Linked DNA regions of Mus musculus: region 1 is linked to region 2. A link is a contact called in public Hi-C data. All regions are on one chromosome and are shown on one strand. Each heading gives the region's core, a stretch centred on a gene start, on an enhancer-like site or on the middle of the called end of the contact. The rest is flanking DNA. Distances are from core to core; before and after follow the strand shown. Region 1 has its middle 13 kb from the start of Il5. Region 2 overlaps Kif3a (kinesin family member 3A).

Region 1 (6,434 bases), core at 3,565-6,064, 140 kb before region 2:
CCCAACTGGAAAGAGCACGGAACTTGGAACTTGGCTTCTTTTCTAATGTAGCAAAAGCACCTCAGCTTCTTGAGGGACAGCACTGAGCAGCCTCCAACTGGTGGGAATTTCGGCCACAAGAGGGAGATAGTGAGCTGAGCTCGTGGTTTCAAGGTTGATCTATTTTCTAAAAGACTTCAAAAGGCGAGCTTGGTGATGATACAAGCCTGGAAAGCCCAGGGCTCAGGAGACAGAGACAGGAAGATCACTCAGTTTAGGGGCCAATGACCCCTTGACTCAGAATAGGGGTAGGCAGTTGCATAGTGAGAATCTGACTGTAAAATAAAGTGCAGGGGCTCGCCATACTGCTCTCACAGAGGACCTGAGTTCTGTTCTCAGTACTTTGCTTACAACCGCCTGAAACTCCAGTTCCAGGGGATCCCGTGCCCTCCTCTGACCACCATGGGCACAAACACTCACATGGCACATATCCATATGAACACACGCGTGTACACACACACATGCATGCACTCATGCATGCACACACACACATACACATATAATTGTTTTGTTTTGTTTTGCTTTGCTTTGTTTTTGTTTTGTTTTCAAGACAGGGTTTCTCTTTGTAGGTCTGGCTGTCGTGGAACTCACCCTGCAAACCAGGCCAGCCTCGAACTCAGATTTGACTGCCTCTGCCATTCTAGTACTGGGATTCAAAATGTGCCACCATTGACCAGCAGTAAAATATTTTTAAAATAAGTTGGAGCCGGGCGTGGTGGCCCACGCCTTTAATCCCAGCACTCGGGAGGCAGAGGCAGGTGGATCACTGAGTTCGAGGCCAGCCTGGTCTACAAAGTGAGTTCCAGGACAGCCAGGGCTATACAGAGAAACCCTGTCTCGAAAAACCAAAAAAAAAAAAAAATAAATAAATAAATAAATAAAATAAGTTGGGCATGGTGGCACACACTTAATTCCAGCACTCATGAGACAGAGGCAGAGGCAGGCAAATCTCTGAGTTTGAGATCAGCCTGTTCTACATTGTGGGTTCCAAGACAGCTAGGACTACACAGAGAAACCCTGTCTCAAAAAATGTAAACTTTTTTTTTTTTGAAGAAAAATAATGAATCTAAAACAAAGTAAAAGAAAAAGAACAGGTCTGTTTGTGCTCAGGTGGAATTCAAAGACCAAGAGACAGCTGGTGAGTGTGGCTGTGCCAAGGGTCTGCGTTTTGTTAGGTTCCAGGACACGGCCAAAGCTCCTGACCGGCTAAGAAGGTCCACAAAACAAAACACGCAGCAGCGTCAAGAGAGACCTAGTGATCACCTCGACAGCACAGGCCCTGGGAAATTCTCGCTTTTTTGGCAAAGGCTTTGGACTTGGACCTTAGCAAGAGAGAATGTGATTCTCTTTGTCCAGCTTCGGGAAACTGAACACATGCAGAACACGGCGCTGTTTCACATCCATCGCACGCTCCTCCGCCGCACTCACCCTACCACCCTGTACAGCCGCTTCGTATGTGCGCTCACTGTCTCCCTCTACTGGAGACCATGAGCTAAAGCAGGGCTGTGTCTGATCCTGTACTGCCATAGATGCTCCTCAGGGACAAGTGACAGGTGGATGTGGAACATCAGTGCCCAGAGCCCAGTAGCCTGGGCAACTGGTCTGCTTCTAGTTGTGGCGATTCTTGCAAGGAGAGTCGCCTTGCTTACGAGCCTTCACACTTGGGATCATTCCTCACTTAGAAGCATAGATTTGGCCTTCATTCCAGACCACTGCTAAGAGTCCAGCCTGCCCGTTCGAAAGATGCTGAGGGCTCTAGGGGACCCTGTAAGCTGCCCTGCTTCCGCTCTTTACAGTGTTGTGAGCGTCTTTCTAGACATCCGAGAAACGGGAAGCATCGCGATGTATGGTGGGGTTTGAATAGAATGGTAGAAGACAAAACCCCATTTCTTCCAAGACAGAAAGAAGTTCCTGTTTGCTTCAGCTCCGGGTTTCTCCCACCTCGATTCAACAGGGGGAGGGGAAGTACCTTTCCAGGGGTAGAAAGTACTGGGTGGGAAGTACCCTTCCAGGGGTAGAAAAGAGCAGGCTCGGGCACTTTCAAACTGATTATTATGAAACCGGTCATATGTACGAGAGAAAACAGCACTCATGCCAACGACCTCAAACTCGATCAACTCAGAGGGCACCCCCTGCCCCACCACAGTGTCCAAATCCCCTCCTGCCAGAAGAGACATGAAACAGGTGTTTCCCCTTCCCTTCCTTTCTTCTCCCCTGACCCCTGAACCTCTGTGTCTTGACACTGCCTTGAGGCTGGCTTCAATCTCAAAATGTAACTGAGGAGCCCTTTGCACTTCTGGTCCTACTTCCGACGTGCCAGCACTGAGTATAGCGTGCTGGGGATCCAACCTAGAGCTTTGTGCACCCCAGGCAAGCACTCTTCCAAGGAAGCTACATCCCAGCCCCTCCTCTGAGTTAATCATTTCTTTGTTACCCTTTAAAGTTTTGTCACAGATGTAAATGTTCTGATATTATATATTATTTTATTTTGCCTATTCGGGGCAGGGGCTGCAGGGAACTTTTTTTGTTTGTTTGTTTCTTTTATCCTTATGGGTGCTTTGTCTGCCTGTATGTCTGGGCACCATATACAGAGTCCAGAAGAGGGCACCAGCTCCCCCTGGGTTACAGAATGTTGTGAAATGTCATGTGGATGCTGGAACTGGAACCTGAGTTTTCTGGAAGAGCATCCAGCGCTCTCAACTGCTGAGCCATCTCCTCAGTCCCTGGTAGTGAACTTTACTGGTGGTAATTGAGAGAATAGGGTTTCCTAACTTGTCTGGGTATCTGGAATGGAACTGTGAGGGTATATTCAGTGTGATGGAGACTGAATCCAGGCAGGGACTCCTCAGCAGCTGAGGGCCCCTCTCTTATGGTGTGGGTGGTCCATGGCTTCTTATTTCTTTTTTTTTTCTTTATTTTTTTGTTTTTGTTTTTTTGTTTGTTTGGAGACAGGGTTTCTCTGTGTAGCCCTGGCTGTCCTGGAACTCACTCTGTAGACCAGGCTGGCCTCGAACTCAGAAATTCTCCTGCCTCTGCCTCCGAAGTGCTGGGAGTAAAGGCGTGCACCACCACCACCCAGCTTCTTATTTCTTTTTTTTCCTTATTTATTTATTTATTTATTTATTTATTTATTTAATGTAATGTAAGTACACTGTAGCTGCCTTCAGATACTCCAGAAGAGGGCGCCAGATCTCCCTACGGATGGTTGTGAGCCACCATGTGGTTGTTAGGAATTGAACTCAGGACCTTCAGAAGAGCAGTCAGTGCTCTTAACCGCTAAGCCGTCTCTCCAGCCCCTGGCTTCTTATTTCTTGAAGACCCTGTAAGGCATGAGATCCATAACTCTGTCTCTGTAGCTGAGTTCACTATCATATCAGAAAATGAGCTTGACAAAGTGGTCATTGAGAGCGATGCCATCCATCACCATAGGAGGAAGAGTGCCGCTGTTAAAGTCACAGGAGACAGCCTGGTCCTCAGTATAGTTCAGGATTCCCTTTGGGGTCCACATGCCTGCTTCACCCTCTTCTTGATGTCATCATACTTGGCAGTTCTCTCTGAGCAGCAGGTCAGATCCACGATGGCCATATTGGAATGAGGAAGGACAGGCCAAAGTGACTCCATTGTGTCCTAGCTTCACCAAACTGCTCCTTAGCCCCTACTGAGCACTTCCAGATGAGTAGAACATTCTTGTGCAACCGAACCAGCAATTCCAGGAGGTCCAATTGTTTAACAGCACAAAGTGTTTTAATCAACTGAACCAAAACCTATGAAACCTCAACCTCCCCTACAACCCCACCCCTGACATAACCTCCTCCGACTTGATGTAATTAAACGTAATGCTGAAGGTTTGGGAGTGTATGGCCCATGGTATACATGCAAGAAGCAATGGGCTTAATCCCAGCATCCAAAAAGATTACTCCAAATAGAATATTAGATAGATTTAGGAAATATGAGTAAGGTGTGGCCTTTAGTTAAGGATAAAAAAGAAATCAGTATCTACGAAGGATCCACCCAGGGAGGAAAGGCCACAAAGATGAGGGCATCTACTCTATTTGAATAATTCTGTTTAAATCTGAAATCATCCATGAAGTTAAAAAAAAAAAACAAAACCACCTTTATTTAGGGCTGGAGAGATGGTTATGAGCATTGGCTACTCTTCTACAGGACCCAGGTTCAATTCCCAGCACCCACATGTTGGCTCATGGTTGTCTGTAATTCCAGTGCCAGGGAATCTGCTGCTCTCTTCTGCTCTTCTCAGGAACCAGGCACACATGCAGTGCACAGATATACATGCAGGCAAAAAATCATATACATAAAATAATACATTTAACTTTTCATTTAAATGGGAAATGATGGTGTGTACCCGTAATCCCAACATTTGGGAGATGGAAGGAGGTGGTGTCAGGTATTTAATATACGTAGTAAGTTCAAGGCCAGCATGGGTTATGTGACAGACACCCTGTCTGTCTCAAGAAGGAGGGGGGAGGGGAGAGATGGTCAGAAAAAGAAGTTGTTTAAAGCAAGGCTGTAACTGGTCAGTGGGCAAGGATTTCTTTAAGGCATATACTAGGTTGAACCTCTGGGTCACCGGGTGCGTGTGCCGGAAATGTGTTCTAGGATCTGCATTTCAAAACTACCAATTTATTCCCTGGGTGATGTATCAGAATTCCTTTTACTTCACATCCTGAACTGAGGTGTAATATCTGACTTTTGATTTCTGCCAGTCGGGTGGGTGCGAAGTGTTATCTCCCTGTGGTTTAATTTTTCATTTCCCTGGTAACTAACTCGGTGTGCATCTCTTCCTGTGTTTATTGGCCATTTGCATTTCCTGTTCTGGGTAGTGCTGATTCAAGTCTTTCACCTTTTTTTTTTTTCTTTTCCTTTTTGAGTGGGTTAATTATCTTTTTCTGATTAATTAAGAGAACTTTGCGATACTTTCTGGAAATTTGTCCATTGTCAATATTTTCCCTAGCTCGCCACCGGTCTTCGCAAATGCCAAAGTGAGTGAATGAGTTTATCTTTTCCTTCGTGGTCTGCGCTGGAAGGGTTCTCACCTATTAATTCCCACATTTGGGAAGGGAGACCCTGCCTCTCCGGTGCCCTTAGCTCTCCCTCAGCCTTTCCTGGGTACTTGGAGGTGGACCTCAGTGGATAACACAAATGAATTCTTTTTGTTTTTAGACTCTTTAAAAAGTTATATTTATTTATTAAGCCTGGGAAGTGGGGCATGCGTGCTCCAGCACACAAGTGGAGATTAGAGGTCCAGAGTCGGTTCTCCACGTCCACCATGTAGGTCCCAGGGATCAAACCCAGGTCATCAAGTTCAACAGCAAACATCTTTGCTAACTGAACCATTTCACTGGCCCACTGCTGAGTTCTTCATCTGTAGATTTGGCAGTGGGTTGGCAAGCACTGGTCAGTGATCCAAAGGTGGGAGGAGCATGGAGTCAGGATGTTCATCTTTCCAGTCCCTCCTCACAGGAAGTTCCAGTGTTCATAAAGGGTTCCTCTGTATATAGTACCCCTGAGCCTTCTGGTTCCACTCCTGCGGTTACTAACTTTAGATAGGTTTCTTTCCCTACATCTTGTTCTCATTTTAGGAGTCCCCTCAGTAACTACTCTTCCAAGTTATTCAGTGTGGTGGTTTATTTTGATGGTCAACTTGACACAACTTAGAATCGCCGGAAACGGGAAGTTCAGATTGGCCGGCGGCCATGTTGTAGGGGTTGGGTGGGGTTGTCCCGATTGCCTTCTTTAAGGTGGGAGGCTCTAGCCTGAAATTGGCAGCATCAGGTTCGGAGCCCTCCACTGTAGAGTGGAGGTCAGCTACTATGCATGCATGCAGTCATTTTTCTCTGCTCTTAAAACAGACTCCCCCCCCCCAAAAAAATGGGTTCTTTGAGAATTTCAAACAATGTGTTGATCCTAATCAGCCCTCCCCAACTCCTTCCAGATCCCCCCCCCCCGGCCTACCCACCCAGATTTGTGGGCTTTTTTGTTGTTTTGTTTTTGTAACCCATCATGTCTGGTTTGCATTGCCCACACTCTTGGATGTGCGGTCTTCCACTGGAGCATGGCTAGAACTCCAGAACTTGCAGAAGTCCCACCCCCACCCCACAGCATCTATCAGTTGCCAATAGTTTCTCTCTAGAGGCGGGACTTGGTGCTCATCTCTCCTTTCGGGCTGAAGTTTAGTCAGGCTTGGGTCTACACAAATCCAGTGCCTGGTGTCGCAGCTGCTGCGAGGTCACATGGTAGCTGTCCTACTGTATCCGGAAGACTGTTTCCTTAGAGTTGCCGCTACGTCTGAAGCTTATGCTCTTTCCACCCCATTTCCTTTGATGGTTCCTGAACTTGGGAGGGGGTGTATAATATAGATGCCCCGTCTAAGGCTG
Region 2 (6,767 bases), core at 804-3,303:
GCAAATGACAATTCATTTGTGGTTGATGCAAGTTCTTAGAATTGTGTTCCTTCAGAACAACAAGCGTTTCAGAGAACTGTCAGGCCTGAGGCTCTCCTGAAAGCTTGTCATTCTCTACTTCCTTCCCAAGGGACAAGGACAGAGGATGATAAACTAATACCTCTACCCCAAATCCAGCCCTCCTGCTGAGAAGGAAAAGGAACCGAAAACCAATGGCAAGGGGACTACAGATCTAAGCAGACTCTTGCAGGAGCCGTGAAAGGCAGGACCATGCATAGGCTTTTTCAACTCTTACGACAAAATCACATTAGGAATTCAAGAGTTGAGCGGCATCGTTCCTTCTTCAGAACCAAAGACTAAAGCAAAATCTAAGCACAAACCAACGAGGAGCTCAGAGCTGGGACCCAGGGGCTGGGGTGGTGTGATTCACTGCACTCTGGGCCCGAGGCGGCCTGGGCCTAACGGCACAGCCATCTGCTTTGAACCTTCAGAATTATGCTGTACAGAATAGTCTTCACAAACAATTGAATTCTTACTCCCAATGAACTCCATGAAAAGACTTTCTATCAGCAATAATTTATTAAAAATTTGAGAAGAAAAGTCTAAGCTCAGGTTTACAGGAAGTACATACGCCTTAGATCATGTAACTTCCACCTCAGGGTTACAAACATTTAGAGAAAAATGGTAAATACGTTAAAACAAAAACAGCGTGTGTGGAAGGCCTGGGTACTAAGATCAGAGATGAGGTGTGCAGGTCAATATGGGAATGTAATTTTGGACTCATAGTGTTTTGTCTTGCTAATAGTTATAAACAGCTCCAAAAAACCCATTAGGAGGCAGTAATACAAAACAGGGCTGCATAGGAAGATGTATAAATGCTGTCTGTTGCTGAGGTGATTGTCTTACACAGTGATCCCTCCAAATCCGTGCTTTAGATGCAAGCGCCTCACCGTGCTCAAGAGGGTTTCATGAAGACACTGAGCACACAGCTAGGGTCAGTTCAAAGGTCCACACATTCAAGTCCCATGTGGCTCTAGCCAGAATCACTGTGACAAGTCACATTATTTTTTTCAAGTAATACTTTAAGCTAAATGTGACTGTGTAAAAATTTGGTGACCAAGAGTAACTTTTACATAGATCTTTAAGGAATAAATTTGTATCCCGTGCTCCCCTAGATATAAGCCTTAGCTTCCAGTAGCCTGCTCTCCACTGGGGGATGCTGTGAGGAGCCTGAAGCAATCTGCCTTCTGTGCCCTCAATGGGTACTTGGACCGCTCCAATGGCATAAGAGTCTACATATGCTTCTGAAGAGATTTTTTTTTTAAAGGAGATGGGGGCGTAGCTCAGTGCTTGGCCACCATGTGCAAAGCCCTGGGCTCATTCCCGGGACCACACGCAGTTTCACCAACCAAATCAATTAAAAAACAAAACAAAACATCGACCACAAAACCTCCAGAAGGTTTGGAAAAACCCAACCTCAGAAACTTTTCTAGTTTTCACTGATAAAATTTAGCACAAAAAGTTTAAGTAAATAAATCTAAAAAGGCATGTTGTGAGTATAAAAAGTATTTAGCTAAGTCAAAGAGAAGTAGTGAGCCTTCCAGTGCCCTGTCTGCCAGGGGCCACCGAAGTGAAGGTGACCTGATGGGGTGGGCATGGGTAGAGCTGCAGGAAGTGACAACCCGACTAATGTCACATGTGTCACAAGAACCCATGGTGTAGGCAATAAAAACTGACTCTTGGCCTTCAAAAGAGGAGGAAAATGCTGTCAAATCAGGTACAAGTACATTTTCAAAAACTGACTTAATAGGTCTTTAAGGATTTAGGGGAGAAGGCTTTTAAAATAGCTAAAATGGAATTGTTTTAAAAAGACAGATACTTACCTTGTAAAAATTATTAAAATAAAAAAGTCAAGTACTTAAATAAAAGGTCTTGAGAAAATGAGTGAGCGCACCAGGTGAAGTGCCAGCCAATCACACCAACCTGCTTGGTCTTGCAAAGCAGCGGTAAGGTAAGCGAGCCGCAGACAGGAAGCGTGTGCACAGAGATGGGGAGGGAAGAGAGGAAAACATTATTTCCTTTGTAAAACAGAGAAAACGTGTAACAGCACTCATTTAGCACGAGCACAGACATGAATCAAATAATCAAAACTGAAACAGAGCCGACAGAAAAAAGAAAGCATGTTCGTTCGGTAAGACAAGCACGAATGCTAGCCTCAGTTCACCCTGTGGTTCCCGCGCAATCTCAGGTGCCCACAGCGCCCCCTGCAGGTGGTACCGCTCAGAGCATGTGCTTATGCTGATGGGTGACAGACATGGAATTGGGAACCTGCTAAGACCTGGAAAATAGCTAGAAGGGCAAACGAAGTCAATTTTTAAAATTAGTAAATTAAAAGTAGCAAAGCTCTCATTGTCCATTTCCAAAATTTCCCAATTCAATGTTTTTTCTTCCTATATAAAAACCCATTACAGGTGTCCCCCATTTAAAGAAAATCTACCAGGTAGACCTGAAGCAACAAAATAGATAAACTAATTTACAGTAGTTTATACTGATCATGTGACTAACAAAAGGATTAATGAATTTTAAAGGCATTCAGTTCATAATATTTTATTTTCCAACTTGATTTGTAAGCAGCTCTAGTTACATAAAATGAAGTGCACCTGTATAGTAGCAAACTCCCATTCCGCCTATGGTGGATTGTTCTGGGTACTTAACGACTAGAGAAGAAAATGACAACTGATGATTCAAGCAAGGGACACTGAGCGGCCATTTGCATTTTTTAATGGGAGGGGGCATACACACAGTTAACACAGCACCCACATGCTCTCCACTCCCCAACACATCCATGTTACAACAACAGAAAGTAAGTGTTCACTATGCAAACAGCAATTAAAGCTTCTTGAATTGGAAAGAAAGGTCTTGAATTGAATAAGGTACAACTCATTTCACAACCCACTTTCATGTAGCTACTCTCTAAGAATGTAAGTTTTAGAACAGAAAACTGGAGAACAATGCTGCTGCCTGCTCAGGTACTTCTCTCACTTCACAGTTTATACACAAAACTGTGCTTCTATGTGATGTCTGAACAATGCCGTGCATTTTATAAGTTATCCGGGGAGGTCAGCTCTTCTGGTAACTTGCTTCTACAGTGTCACAGACACAGTGTCTTGAGATTCTTGAACTATTCCCTAGTACAGCTGAAAGCAACGGTCTCTGCCATTAGTCTGGAGCAGGTAAGGATACAGATAATGCTTTAAGAGACAGCAAGCTGCGAGCGAGCTGGGGAAGCAAGCATGGCTTCCATTTTCTTCTGAAAGTAGAAATAGACAAAGGTACATAGCGCTTTTCAACTTAATGGTTTATAATAAAATCTCAGTCTGAAGTAAGTCTGGACCGAGTTTATGAACTCTGTGACTGAGTTTTCTAATCACATCTCAGAGTCTTAAAAAGGACCTGGTACCGTAGCAGGGAAGCATGTGGTTGGCATGAAGCACCACTCAGGCTTCTCTCTCCGCCTCGGGCTTCACACATCGCTTTATCTGGAGCACGTATGGCTTGTTACAGTGTGTGCTGCTGCACCAACAAACTTTAATTTGTGCTTGTAGAGATTCAAGATTTGTTGTTTGTGTCTCTTACACCGACCAGAATTTAAAATGTATGAGGCATAAGAAAGAACCCTGTGAATTATTCTTTCACACAGCTTACTGGCTCTCTTACATTATCTCAGTGGCAAAAGCATGAATCTCTCTCCCACTGTCTCAAACATAGGCTCTGGCCTATGTTTCACAGTTCACTGACGCCATGGCAGGGTGGGGATCACATGCTTGTTCTACAGGGAGCCCAACATGGACCAGTCATGACAGGGAGTGGGGCAGCATCTCCCAAATGAAGCCCATGAGTGATGGAGAAGCCAGAGCTCTGTTAGAGAAGGTGAGGGCCGCCACTCACGAGGCAAGAACTCATCCAGGGGCTTCTCTATGACAGAACATGTGGAGTCTGAGCTACTGCTGCTGCTACTGCCTGGAAGACAAAGAAACGAGCCCACGGCAACCAGAGAGAGGAACAAGATTGAACAAGTACACAGAGAAAACCTGAGTTCTGCAGGAGGACTCAGGGGACACTGAAGCTTTGCATTCAAGCGCGACTCACTCCAGCTTGAAACTAGGTAGTCCCGCCACTGAACTCTCGCCACAAAGCCATGCATTTCTTTAAAGATCTGCAGCAGTGGCAAACCCCACTACTCATCTAAAACATAATTATTCAGAGGGTTGAAATGACAGGAAAGTCACTCGGTGACAGGCAAATCTATCTAAGCTGCTAAGGAGGAGAAACTGCTTTAAACCACAAAGTCACACAATTCACACTATAAAAATAAGCTGTTCTTCATCACAGACAACATTGTCTCCAATTCCCCTCCTCCCCTCGAGACAGCAGCTTTACTTCCTTATGTTTAAAGCTCTGGAGTATAACTGACGAGGATCACCGGAAAATGTGAAGCTTCTCAGGACGTGGTACTTTAAGATAGCTTTTTTGTTTGTTTGTTTGTTTGTTTTTCAAGACAGGGTTTCTCTGTATAGCACTGGCTGTCCTGGAACTCACTCTGTAGACCAGGCTGGCCTCGAACTCAGAAATCTGCCTGCCTCTGCCTCCCAAGTGCTGGGACTAAAGGTGTGCGCCACCACGCCCGGCAAGATAGCTTTTTTAAAAAAAAAATATTTTATCTATCTATCTATTTATTTAATGTGCACTGGTATTTGAGGATGTCAGATCCTCTGGACCTGGAGTTTCAGACAGTTGGGAGCTGCCATGTGGGTTGCTAAGAGTAGTCAGTGCTCTTAACCGCTGAGCCATCTCACCAGCCCCTACTTTAAAATATCCTAACATATTAAACAGTGGCACTGTTTTTCTACATAAAATTTACTTTTAATAAGTCTATTATCTGCTTTCAGGTCAGAAAACTAACTAGCTCTGAAAGTCAGGGACAGCTGACAGTTTTTGCAAAAGGCCCAACAGCCAGGCCACATGCTTTAGTGTGAAAGAGCCAGAGACCACAAGTAAACAAATGAGCATGGCTGCTTTCAAACACTTTATTTACAAAAGCAGGTTCCACAAGGATCTGCCCAGCACGCTGCAGTCTGCCAACTCCTGCCCTACAACGGTGCTTTTCCCCTGAAGGTTCTGATTGTACAGAATCTTCAGTTTCGACTTAGGCTTCCCCATCAAGCAGTAAGGGGTCTGTTTTCAACAAGAAACGATTTGGTTAACTATGAATGTGCACAGCCTGCAGTAGCTGAGGAGAGGTCTGAGTGTGAAATGAGGCAGGGACATCCTTTTCTATGTGCTGTCTGCAGCCTCCTCAGCACCACAGGCTTACAGGGTAAGAATGACCCACGGTTCACAAAGAAAGGAACTCGAGGAAAACCTGTAGTCCTCATTCAAATTTAGCTCTGGGCACATGGCTTTTAACAACTAACATCCCTTGAAAAGAAATCCCACATTGTCCTAATCTCAAAAGCAAATAGGTAACTAACAAAGATGTAAAACTGCCCAATGCTGTGTCTACTACCGCAGAGTTTTACAACTTAAAATTTTACAAGCGATGATATGGCATCCTAGGTGGCAAGATAAACAACAAGTTTACAAGGTTAACTGCATGTAGCATGCACTCCCTGTTGGAACCACTACCTTAATTAAAAACAGCAAATAAAAAGTGGCCACTGCATCATCAGGGGGCAGCTCTAGCCAGTTCCAACTGGTTAGAGCATGAGCAAAACTTACCCCTTCTCTTTTTCTTTTTTTCTCCATCTTCTCCAAGTTCACCCTCCTCGTCATCCTCCTCTGACCCACTGATGTCAGAGCCTGACACTTCTTCCCCTTGGAGAGAAATTTAACAATGACTTTTAGTCTGTTACCATGCCATTATTGGCTATTTAGAAAACACCTTTATCTGTTCTCTTCATTAAGTTTTTGTTGCACCAAATGCAAACTGAAAATCCATTTAAATGTTCTGGATAGTGTATCCGATGTTTAAAAGGGCAGGTGGAGACTGCAGGATTCCTGGAGTTTGCTAACAAGCTAGCAATTCACTTGGTGAAGTCCAGGCCAGTGAGAGATCCCGTCTTCCCCTGGTCCCAAAAGGAACACCACCTGCACTGTCCTCTTGTCTCTAAGCCTGTGCACATGTACAGATCACATGCAACCACACACACTATGTACATGGACATTTTATTTTGAGACAGGATCTCACTATGTCCTGTCTGGCCTGGGACTCACAGCACTCTGCCTGCATCTGTCTCCTGAGTGCTGGGATTAAAGGTGTGTACCTTCATGCCTACCTAAAAATTTTATTTTTACAGAATAAAAATCTGATCCATTGTGAGCATAGCTTTAAGCACATACAAGGATCATGAACTAGCATTTGCTTTTTACAATTGTGATCTGAAGAGCTAGAGAGATGGCCCAGTGGGTAAGAGCACTGGCTGCTCTTCCAGAGGTCCTGAGTTTAATTCCCAGCAACCACATGGTGGCTCACAACCATCTGTAATGAGATCTGATGCCCTCTTCTGGTGTGTCTGAAGACAGCAACAGCGTACTCACATACATATAAAATAAGTAAATAGACTTAAAAAAACACACTTTTTTAAAAATTTAAAAAATGAAATTGTGATCATTTTGGGGAGCATTTTCTCCTGTTTTCTGCTGAAGATTTCTACCTTTGTTTTGAATTTTATGTACATGGGTGCTTACATGGCTGTAAGCCACTGTGT

What was found. Hi-C and Micro-C count contacts between places; a contact is called where the count stands out from the background.
Region 1: a Hi-C map of the G1E-ER4 cell line shows a contact between it and region 2, with 5 times the contacts expected there. The contact joins two enhancer-like sites. A contact is called at or near these places in 9 of 39 promoter capture datasets (3T3-L1-derived adipocytes, the HPC-7 cell line, HPC-7-derived erythroid cells and 5 more), 4 of 15 datasets of contacts at CTCF or cohesin (CD8 T cells, the G1E-ER4 cell line and the NIH/3T3 cell line), 69 of 484 Hi-C or Micro-C datasets (B cells, the Ba/F3 cell line, CD4 T cells and 42 more), 7 of 115 datasets of contacts at active chromatin or transcription factors (the HPC-7 cell line, T-cell acute lymphoblastic leukemia, Th17 cells and 3 more) and 4 of 9 other capture datasets (adipose tissue, embryonic stem cells, liver and 1 more).

What each region holds. Positions count from the first base shown.
Region 1 is chr11:53,730,846-53,737,279 of GRCm38.p6, reverse strand. No RefSeq gene overlaps it. Among named protein-coding and RNA genes, the nearest start is that of Il5, 13 kb to the right of the region's middle. Within about 2 kb of position 4,814, at least 3 of the 459 cell types and tissues checked have an H3K27ac peak or open chromatin away from gene starts, as enhancers often do. A contact at or near this core is called in the G1E-ER4 cell line and group 2 innate lymphoid cells, where this site is marked.
Region 2 is chr11:53,585,942-53,592,708 of GRCm38.p6, reverse strand. It overlaps Kif3a (kinesin family member 3A), which reads right to left. Exons shown (of 18, transcript NM_008443.4): 9 at 5,779-5,874; 10 at 1,984-1,992. Among named protein-coding and RNA genes, the nearest start is that of Kif3a, 22 kb to the right of the region's middle. Within about 2 kb of position 2,053, at least 29 of the 459 cell types and tissues checked have an H3K27ac peak or open chromatin away from gene starts, as enhancers often do. A contact at or near this core is called in the G1E-ER4 cell line and group 2 innate lymphoid cells, where this site is marked.